Regions from separate parts of the Sus scrofa genome. Here all the other regions are linked to region 3. Evidence: chromatin contacts called from public Hi-C and HiChIP or PLAC-seq data. All regions are on one chromosome and are shown on one strand. Each heading gives the region's core, a stretch centred on a gene start, on an enhancer-like site or on the middle of the called end of the contact. The rest is flanking DNA. Distances are from core to core; before and after follow the strand shown.

Region 1 (3,480 bases), core at 21-2,520, 190 kb after region 3:
TCATCAAACTTACTGTGACAAACATTTCATGCCACCAAGTCATTAGGCAATACACCTTAAACTTGTACAGTGCTGTACATCAATTATATCTCAATAAAACTGGAAAAAAGAAATAAAAATTAAATCTTAGGCCTAAATGCCTCTTTGATATTAAATATTCCAATGATGATTTTCCCTTTGGGTAACTTGCTATTACTATGGTGACCAATGCTGCTATCTACAGACAACGTTTGAAGGTTTTGCCTTTCCTTTATATTTATGAATTTCGAGCGACAAATAATGCTTTCCAGTTTGTAATCGACATTTCGGAATTTTGAGAAAATCACTCAACTTAGTAAACAATGCTAAGAAGCTGCACTTTAAACTGTTGTTTTAAAATAACCTTAAAAAGAAACACCAACACCCCTACAACGTAATTGTAGCCTCCTTCTCAAAACTGCGATTTATATTTTTGGGGTAGAAATCCTGGACAAAGAAAATCTGGTCGGCTCTGGAAGTGGTCTGCACAACCCTTCCAGGTACGGCCTCATTCTTGGGGACTACCAGGTACCAGGAAGGGGACCCTCGGGGGGCCGATACTCGCCTGACTTTTCCACCAGTTCCCGGACGTCCTTCTTCTCGGGCAACCCCGAGTATCCCAATCCCCGGCACTCCAGAATGGTCTTCAGCTTCTTGAAGCTCAGTGCCACCGGATCCACCAGCTGGGTGGCAAAGATGCCAGTTTCATACCACACAATGGCTTCAAAAAACCTGGCCAGGACGAAAAGGACCAAAAAATAGAGGAGCAGGAAAAAAAGCTTCAGCCACATCTTTCCCTGCTTTCTCTCTTTGCAGAGAGCTCAGAAATCGAAGAGAAGAGTAGAGAGGGGAGTGTGTATTTACAGCAGCCTGGGCGAGGGCCCCCGGTCGGCGTGTGGTCCGGCGCCCGCCGCCGTCACTGTGGGGCCATGCCCGGCGGGAGGCAGGTGGATCGGCGATTCGTGCGGGGGAGAGGAAAGGACGAGGAGGGGCAGAGACGCAGAGCCTCCCTCGGGGCCTTCCAATCAAGAGGAGAGAAAAATAAATGGAAAAAAATTAAAAAAAAAAAAAAAAAAAAGCCCATGAATTAAACACCGAAAGGACAGAGGTGCAGGGAGAGCCCGCGGGGAAGAACCAGCTTGAGGGCCGTTTCCCTCGGCGCGGGGCGCTAACCGAGGTGGCGGGGTCCGCCTTTCAGCACCGTAATCTCAAGAGGATTAGGGGAAAAGCCAAAAAAAAAAAAAAAAAAAAAAAAAACCCACCACCAGACCCACAAAAGAAGCGGAGGCCGGGCAGCAGGCCGGGGCCGGCGGGGCAGCGGGCCCGGGAGGCGGTTGGGTCTAGCCAGGCCAAGGCCGGGCTCCCGCGGCGGCGGTCAGGAGGGCGCGGCACTCGGCCAGGGCAGGCCCGGGGCCCAGCGCGGGGAGGAGCGGCCGCTGCAGCGCCGCGCCCAGCGCCCAGGCCCCAGGCCCCGCCGGCCGCCCAGGCTCCGCGAGAAGCGCGGTGGGCACGGCGGCGGCGATGGCTCCAGGCTCGCTCCGGCCGGCGGGCGGCGCCTTTCAGGCGGGCGGGCACTGGGGCCCGGCCCGGGAGGGGGCGTCACAGTCTGCAGAGGGAAATGGTGCGCGCGGGGCGATGTCCCGGAGGAAAAAAAGCAAAAAATAGGCCCGAGACTGCTCCCTGGGGCGGCTATCCGGCTGCCTCCCGATCACGCAGCGTTCGCTCCGCTAAAGCTGGGCGGCGCGGACCTCCGCAGCCGTCCCCGACGCCCCCGCCCCCTCGTGAGGCCGCGGCCGTCGCCTCCGGAGCAGAGAACCTGCGGCGGCCGCGGCCTGAGCCGAGACATAACAAGTGACGTAGGCTGAGGGGCGGGGCATGGGGAGAGGCCGGGGCGGGGCCATGAGGGCGCCCACGGGTGGGTGGGGGGAGGAGTCCAGGCGAAGAGTTTCGCCAAGACTGGGGCTTGGAAAGCTGTACAGAGCTGCAATCTTGACGCGACTCCTAAAGGCTCCAGTGGCTTACCCTCTCCCTTTCCTTTTGCCCTGCAGATGTTTGGTAATTGGTTTTGTCTGAGGATTGGACTTTGGATAGTGTCGCTTTGTGTATATTTTGTAAAAATTGGTCAGTTAATTATCCTCTTAAAATGGGTAAAAACAGAGTACGTTTATGCTAGGTCCTGGTGAACTGGGGAAATTTTGGCACCATTGCGTTTGAGGGATAGGAGGTAAAACACAGAAAACAATGATTTTCTGTCGCTAGGTGAGAATGTAGTAATTTGTGCCTGTGTGTGTTGGAGGAGACATTGCCAAAAGGAAAGGTAGAACTAGGCTCAGTGGTCCCTGCCCCTAACAGCTTCCCCTCTCCTTCCCCCCCCCCCCCGCCCCAGCTGTTTCAGTCTCAGGGGTGTTACAAGCCAGATATTGCAGCACAGGGTTCCCAGGACAAAGGTTGCTGAATGTGGATATGTCCCAATGCAAAGTTTAATTGCGTTTTCTTTGGTTACCCATCCTGAGTGTGGAGCGGCCAGCAAGAGGAACATAAAAATGAGTAAAATGGACGGGCACGCAGTACTCGGCTCTGTATTTTTTCAACGTCAGTAGAGCATACTCCTGTTAATCTCTGTGCCAGTCTGGAGGGAGAAGGGGGCCACATGCACAAAATAAACAAGGCTAGCTTCTAGCAGCCCCCTTGATGACGAGGAAAAAGACTCAGAAATTACAAGAGAAACGTTAGCCATTGTGCCAAGTTGTCAAATGTCCTGAACTAGGGGTGAAAGCTGTAGGAAGAGTGGGGGTGTGATCCTCAGTTTTGGAGCAAAGGGGAAATCGAAAGCGAAGAATGGACCGTGAGAATGTAGCCTCAGAATGGTACCCCTTTAAAATAAAGCAAACAAAGGCATTTCATTGTCCAGCTAGCGGAGGAGGACTTAGAGGGCCAGGCGAGGGGGCAGGGAGAAAGAATCAGGAGGAGGTGTAGGAATGTACAACCAGCTCTTGGTCTCTGCTCCTGTGTTTTAATTGGCTGAAATGTGGCTGTATCCATGGTTGGCAGATCAACGTGGGAGAGTGGATTAATCGGTTCATTCTAACACATTTGTTTCTGAAATTTCAGATTCCTTGGGCATGTCACAGTGATGCTGTTACTGGATGATATTGCTGTCCAAATCTTGACATAGAAAGTGAGGTCCTTCACCTCAAAGAACCATACTCACTGGTGAGGAAAGACTGACCAAAAACTTAAACACTAACACAAAAGAAGAGTGGGTGGGGAAAACTGAGGATAGAAACAGCCAGGCCAGAGTTTCAAATTGGGAAAAATATTGGTTGGAAAGGAGTTATTAACTTTTTTGACGTTTCTTGCTTGTTTTAACTACCTCCCATCCCCAACACCCTGGCCTTGTTCCCTCAAGGTTAAACTCTTAGAAAAGATAATAGCACTGATAAAAGAACACATAGGATTGGC
Region 2 (3,377 bases), core at 386-2,885, 150 kb after region 3:
ATTTAAGCTCCACAATGTTTATTTTTACCAGGGAGTAAAACTGAGTAAGTTGCCTGAAGGAGCTAATATCTATTATTCAGAACCAATAATTAACATACAATTGACATCAACACATGTATTATGTGCCAGTATGATGTACTATATTGGGATTTTTTTGTTTTGGCTGCGCCCTGGGCATACAAAACTTCTGAGGCCAGAGATCAAACCTGTACTAGAGCAGTCACCCAAGCCTCACTACCAACAATGCCCTATCTTTAACCCACTGAGCAACCAGGGAACTCCACATTGGTTTTTAAAATCTGCCTGCCAGAGCTGAACAAGTGAGATCACTTCTTCAAAGATTTTAGGCTTTTTTTCCATTATGTATAAGTCTAACCTGGGTACTGTAAAGCTTCTGACACTTTAACATAAATATTTACCACTGGCGCTCTTGTCAGAATTAACGTTATGATTCAATAGATCTTAGACAGGAACCAAGATTTTTTTAACAAGCTGCCAGGTGATGCTGATGCTGCTGATGCTGTTGGTCTGCACTTTAGAGGGTTGTAGAATATATAATTTATCCTAACTAGCACCAGTAGCTAAAACTTATCATGCTTTCGCCTTCAGTGAGTCCGAAGTGATACTATTATATTCCTGCTTGATATCCAAGACTGAGGCACACAGAGATGAAATTTCCTTAGATCACAAAGCTGATTATGTGGAGAACCAGGATTCAAAGTTAGGCACACTGCCTCTGCAGGGCACTCTCAACCGCTCCACAGTATCCCGACGTGATCTCAGCTGACAGGCAGATTCAGAACTCTAAGCCAGGTCCAGAGTTATTATCTTCGGTACCACTCTTCGAAGTGGGGTCTGGGCTATGACTGTGCGGTTGGTGTCAACATAACGTTGTTGGGAAGCGGAATGAGAACCAGAGCCTACCTCTCAACACGCCGCACTGTGTGGGGAAAGGGCGGCAAGCGCCTATACCGCTCCGTGATCGGGAAGGGGGTCCTCGAGGACAGCTCACCTGCTACGGGCAGGTACGCCCATGCCCGTGGGCGGACTGAGGGGGGCGGGGCCTGCGCCCGGGATAGGTTCCGGGAGGGACGTACCAACGCCGGCAGAGGAAGGGGTTCCAGAGGCCAGGACGGCGCTGCTGCCTCCGCGCCCCGTGCCGAGCCTGCATAACTCTTAACCTAGCCCTCGGCTCCTCTGCGGAGCGCTGTGGTACAGAGGTTTTCTTTCGCCACAACTGGCTCCTAAGAGACTTCCTCCGGCCCCTCGACCGAGTGGGAGGCCCCGGAAATGGGGGCCGAGCGGTACCTGGCCAGCCGCGGGGAAAGAAGGTCCAGTCCACCACCAACTCCACTGAGCCCTTACAAACCCACCCACTCAGTGCCGCCGCCGTAGCCCTTACCAGCTCTTTGGGCGGCTTCTCTTGGGTTTTACCAAACAGCCCCATGGTGAACTGAACTCGTCTTGCCCCTTCCGGCTCTCCGTTCCCTGCGCCCAGGCAGGTCACGGGCAGCCGCCTGGGCGGGGCGGGTTAGGGAAGAGGAGGCTGGACGCCCGGAGTCGGGAGCGGCCGCTGGGGTCCTGGTGCGCATGCGCCGAACTCATGCGCAGATTTAGGTCGGCGGAGTCAACGCTGAAAGATTGACGCGATTGCGCACTTGCTGGGAGGGGATTTGCTGACCCACGTGACGAGTTAGCTGTGTTTTCTTAGGCCTGGGAGGTGATTCCTCCGAAAGATGCGATTTTATTGACTGCACCTGGTGATTACAGCTGCGTTGCTCGCGCTGTATTGTTGCGCCGGAATTCTTTATCTTTACCAACAAGGTACTTTTACAACCACTTTCCGAACAGCTTCACCCTTCTGTCCCGTAGGTACCTTACTTGTAGCAAGGCAGCAGTGACCTCTTCTTCCTCCCGCCGGACCTTCTCCTTCCCTATGTTGTCTCTGCCATCACTAAGTCACTAAACCTGGGTATCATCTCTTCTCCACCTCTTACCAGGTCCCAACAACTGTAACTTTTTTTTTTTTTTTTAACTCCAGCCTTCTAATGCCAAATGTCACAGCTTTGTGCAGGCCATCGCCATTTCCAACGTGGATGATTCCTACCAGCCATTTGTGTGTGTGCTTGTGTGGTCCTTCAATCCACGCAGACCATAACCTTAATCAAATTCTCAAAGGAATCTGTGACGAAAAAGGACTGGTCGCATTTTACTGGGCAGCCTGATTGAACCAACAATTACTTCCTTTGCTGATGGTGAAGCATCCACTCATTTAGTGCCTCAACCCCAACTCCCATCTCTGGTGGGAATGGAAAATGATACAACCATTCTGAAAATATTTTAGCAAGTTGTTTAAATAATAAACGTTTATCTCAAGCCATTCCACAGCCAGCTATTTATCCAAGAGGGGGGGGAAACACGTCCTTACAGAGACTTATACAAGTATCCTTATTTGTAATTGCCAAGAAATGGAAGTAATCCAAATGTCCATCTCAACAGGAGAATGGATAAAATAATTGTGCTAGATCCGTACAGTGGAATACTACTTGACAATAAAAAAAGAAACTGTTGATACATGCAACAGCATGGGTGAATCTCAGAATAATTTTGCTGAGTGAAAGAAGCCCCCCCAAAAAAGTGTACATTCTGTATGATTTCATTTATGTGACGTTTTACTAAATGCAAACTAATCTATAATGGCAGAAAGTAGATTATTGGTTGTTAGGAGACAGGGGTTGGTTTCCCAAGAGGTGGCAAAGAGGGATTACAAAGAGACATAAGGAAAATTTGGGGGGTGATGGATAATATGTTGTTTGTGGGGGTGGTTTCACACATATATGCAATATCAAAAATTGGACACTTTAACATAGAAGCAACCTAAATGTCGAACAGAATAGATAAAGAAGATGTGGGGTGTGCATGCATATGTGTACACACACACACACACACACACACACAAAATGGAGTACTACTCAGCCATAAAAAAAGAATAAAATAATGCCATTTACAATAACATGGTTTGACCTAGAGATTATCATAGTAAGTGAAGTAAATCAGACAAAGACAAATATTATGTGATATCACTTATATGTTGAATCTAAAAAAGTGATAGAAATGAACTTAGTTACAAAATAGAAATAGATTCACAGGCAGAAAACAAACTTATGGTTACCAAAGGGAAAAGGCAGGGAGGGATAAATTAGGACTTTGGGATTAATAGATATACATACTACTATATATAAAATAGATAAGAGACCTAATGTATAGCATAGGGAAGTATATAAAATGTAATAACATACAATGTAAAAGAATCTGAATATAATGACATAGACATATATATATAATTGAATCACATTGCTGAATACCTGAAGCTAACA
Region 3 (3,455 bases), core at 291-2,790:
TTTTGCTTTCAGCCATATTAACAGTGCTATTTTGTTTTCCTTCAATTACCATTAGATTAGAAACTCTTTCACCCAGTATTTTCAAGTTTTCTGTGTTTTTGGAGTTCACTTGAGGTCAATTTATAGGATTTTGTTTTCAATCCAGTGTGTCTTTTTAAGTTCTGAGCAAAATTAACCCACTTATATTTATTGTAAATACTGATATTTAGACTTCTCTAGTTTTTTTTTTCTATTTACCACATTCTGTCTTAAGTTTTATTTGTTTTTTTCTCTATCCCATTCTGACCTATGTTAGACCAATAGGTTTTCTTTGTTCCATTTCCTCCCTTTTGAATGGTCTGCAAATTGCAATCCAAATTAATTCTTCAGTGTTTATTCTTAATTAAAATTTTAATTTAATGTCATCTGTTCAGAACATAGAAGTTTAAAGCCAACACGGAGTTAACTTGCATCTATAATCTCACAAATAGGTTTCTGAACTTTTTCTGATTCTCAGTTTTCACACTTGTAAAATTGGTAGCTTGAGTTCTTCACTTAATTTTAATCATGATTAAATGTGATGCCATGTCAAGCACCAGCCTTTATAAAATAAGAGAACTTCAATTCCTTTATTCCATTTTTTTCTTTATTCAACCAAAAAACTTGAGGTCCAAAAGACATAATCACCTCTCAACTCCTTTGTCCTTCAAAGTCACTTCCTCTTCACATCTCTTACACCATTATGACCTTGATCTAGTCCTTCAATTTCTTTGTAGGTCTCAGAATATCTTCCCATCCTCCCTTTACATTAAAAAAAAAAATCCATTTCGCATTCTACTGATGTCCTCTTTTGCTCTAGATTTAATTAACGTCATTTCCCAATGACTCCATGCCTTTCTTCATTTTTCCTTCAAAATGGCGGACTTTAGACTTTCCATGATGAACACCACGTGCGCCTGCGCCTCCCGCGGCCATTTCACCCAGCAGCCCAAGCTCCAGCCTCTGCTCAGCAAAGCGCCTGCGCACCAGCCTCCAGAGCGCTGTCGCTCCTCCCTCTAGCTGAGTACGCTTGAAACCGCACGTTCCCGTCCCTTCCCTCCCCCGCTGACTCTGCACCGCCCTCACCCTTTTCCTGTGAGATTCTTCCGCCAAGTGGAATGCCTATCTTCGGTCGACAGCCTACGCACTTGAAAAGCAATCCAATAGGCACTTACAGCTCTGGGCTTCGCCATTCAGTCTTATCTGTGCACCACTGTAATTTCCCTCTGGGTCCTAAAGTTGATAGCCGATTTCGCGGGACTTTTTTGTATCCTGTGAGGCAACAAATGGAAAGAATGGCTGTGGCGGAGGGATCCCTCACTTACGCTTGGTGTACTTTAACCTAATGGGGGTCGTCCGGGAGTCGGAAGGGGGAGGGGAAAGGGAGGAGGCAGCCAAGGAATTGTTTTTTTCTCTCGCCCCGCCCTCCCTAGGACGGCCAATGGCGATGGGCTCTTTCCCCACGAGTCTCGCCCAGCTCCTTGGGCCCAGCCAATGAGCGGTGGAAGCGGCTCCAAGGGGGCGGGCCCGGGAGGCTGTGCGTGTCTTGTGAGAGCTCTTGAACCAAGTCAGAGCTAGAGTCGGCTGGGCGGCTGGAAACGGCGGCCGCCGCCGGTGACTCAGGGAGGCGGGAGGCGGGGTAAGCGCGCCGCGGCCTCGGCTGAGGGGAGCGGAGGAAGAAAGGTGAAGGCGCCAAGCCCGCGGCCCCGCCGCCCCCGCGCCTCGGCGCAGGCCGGGGGTCGGGGGCTGGGAAGCGGGTGTCGGGGCGGGGCGGCGGGGCAAGTGCGGAACCGCGGGCTCGCCCCTCCCGCGGGGCCGCCCGGGGCGGGGACCCGACCGCCCGCCCGGGACGGGCCCTCTGCTTCGGGGCCTTTTCTTTTCCGGGGTGAGGGGCGAACACTTTCAAATTCACTTAAGCTGCAAATGATTTTCCCTTCACTCTGTCTGCGTTTAGGTTTAAGGTTTAGGAAAAGCGAAACTTGGGAGAGCGAGGGTCACGCGGCGCTTGGGCCCGTGTTTGCGGTGGGGGAGGGATCGGGGGCGGGGAGGACGCGGGTGGAGAGATCGGCTGCGGGATCCTCAGTCGCACCCGCGGTTGCCTGGGGTCCCGTCCTCCGAGCGGGGTTAGAACCCTTCCCTCCGCTCCGGCCTCCCCCCACCGCGCTCTCTTCCCGGCCTCCCTCCCACCGGCCGCCCCCGTTGCATTTTGTTTTTGTGTTTTTGCAGGGAGGAGCCCTTCCTGCAGCGTGGAAATCATGGTGCTCACGCTTGGAGAAAGTTGGCCAGTATTGGTGGGGAAGCGATTCCTCAGTCTGTCCGCTGCCGACGGCAGCGAAGGCGGCCACGACAGCTGGGACGTGGAGCGCGTCGCCGAGTGGCCCTGGCTCTCCGGGACCATTCGAGCTGTCTCCCACACCGACGTTACCAAGAAGGATCTGAAGGTAAAACGGCTCCCGGGCCTCGGCTGGCGGCCGTTTCCTAGTTACCTAGGTAACGAGACAGCCGGCACCCCCCCCCCCTTTTCTGAAAAGGCGACCAGAAAGTTGGCATCTGATCTGAAGGTGCAGGCAACTAGACCTTGAAAGTCTTTCAAATGGTGTGTAGAGCGAGGTGTGCTTGGCCTAGAGTTGCCTATGTTTAATAATGGGCTTAGGGTTGCTCAGACATGCTTAGTTTTTGCCCGAGCTGTGCCTCATTAGGGCTGTACGATTATTTCTCCAAAGGCGGAGTGGTGTTGTAAAGATGAAGTTGGGCAAGTGGGTGACGTTTGGAGTCATTAAGGACTGAGCGCTCCTGCTTGGAAGCGCTTTCGGTTGGGTTTCTTGTTTGTTCCCCCTAATTTCTTCACCCAACTTATTCAACTTTCAGACTTGTTAGAAAAGAAGTGTGAGAGTAGAGGGAGGAGCTTAGATCTATTAGGGTGGGTATTTGTCCGTATATGGTGGGTCAGGGCTGGAGTGGGTTCCTGGTTGTCTCTGATGAGTCTGTGGGTGGGTGTGGGATATGCCCATATATGGAGGGTCGGGGTGGAGCTGCCCCTTATATGGTGTTTTGGAGGAATGGCTTCAAAGTATTCCATTTGGGTGTTTGAGGGGAAGGAGAGAAATGGGAACAAGTGCGGCCAGTGTGATTTTTAATCACAGTGACACGCAGAACCTTGCACAGTTCTTTTCAAAAAGAGATGACTTCTGATCATACTCCCTAATAGAAGTATTGCTGTGAAAGTGTTGTCTGGAAACTACCAGTGAGGAAGCCATTGTACCAACAAAGACTCCTTTGTGCAGAAATAACTGAAAAACGGTCCCCAACAAACACTCCAAAGTGGTGATAACTTGAAGGGAGCTTGCCAGAACAGAGGAGCTTGCCATTCCTGGGTAATGGATATGTTTCAGTATCACTTGGTCATTATCTTCAATTTTTCTTGAAAACTGCTCAAA

Evidence for each region. A called contact is a pair of places that touch in the nucleus more often than the background predicts. HiChIP or PLAC-seq counts read pairs in DNA pulled down with a chosen protein or histone mark.
Region 1: a contact with region 3 is called in a Hi-C map of skeletal muscle, with 6 times the contacts expected there. The contact joins the promoter of RNF103 here to the promoter of KDM3A in region 3. A contact is called at or near these places in 3 of 5 promoter capture datasets (fetal liver, fetal skeletal muscle and liver), 7 of 47 Hi-C or Micro-C datasets (alveolar macrophages, blood, heart right ventricle and 2 more) and 2 of 2 datasets of contacts at active chromatin or transcription factors (alveolar macrophages and skeletal muscle).
Region 2: a contact with region 3 is called in an H3K27ac HiChIP or PLAC-seq map of alveolar macrophages. The contact joins the promoter of CHMP3 here to the promoter of KDM3A in region 3. A contact is called at or near these places in 1 of 5 promoter capture datasets (liver), 5 of 47 Hi-C or Micro-C datasets (alveolar macrophages, fetal skeletal muscle, heart right ventricle and 2 more) and 2 of 2 datasets of contacts at active chromatin or transcription factors (alveolar macrophages and skeletal muscle).

The regions. Positions count from the first base shown.
Region 1 is chr3:58,158,877-58,162,356 of Sscrofa11.1, reverse strand. It overlaps RNF103 (E3 ubiquitin-protein ligase RNF103), which reads right to left and starts at 1,270. Exons shown (of 4, transcript XM_005662399.3): 1 at 584-1,270. The coding sequence starts at 809.
Region 2 is chr3:58,205,179-58,208,555 of Sscrofa11.1, reverse strand. CHMP3 (charged multivesicular body protein 3) reads right to left here and starts at 1,635. Exons shown (of 6, transcript XM_003354734.4): 1 at 1,403-1,635. The coding sequence starts at 1,447.
Region 3 is chr3:58,353,085-58,356,539 of Sscrofa11.1, reverse strand. KDM3A (lysine-specific demethylase 3A) reads left to right here and starts at 1,540. Exons shown (of 26, transcript XM_003124935.6): 1 at 1,540-1,657; 2 at 2,245-2,459. The coding sequence starts at 2,274.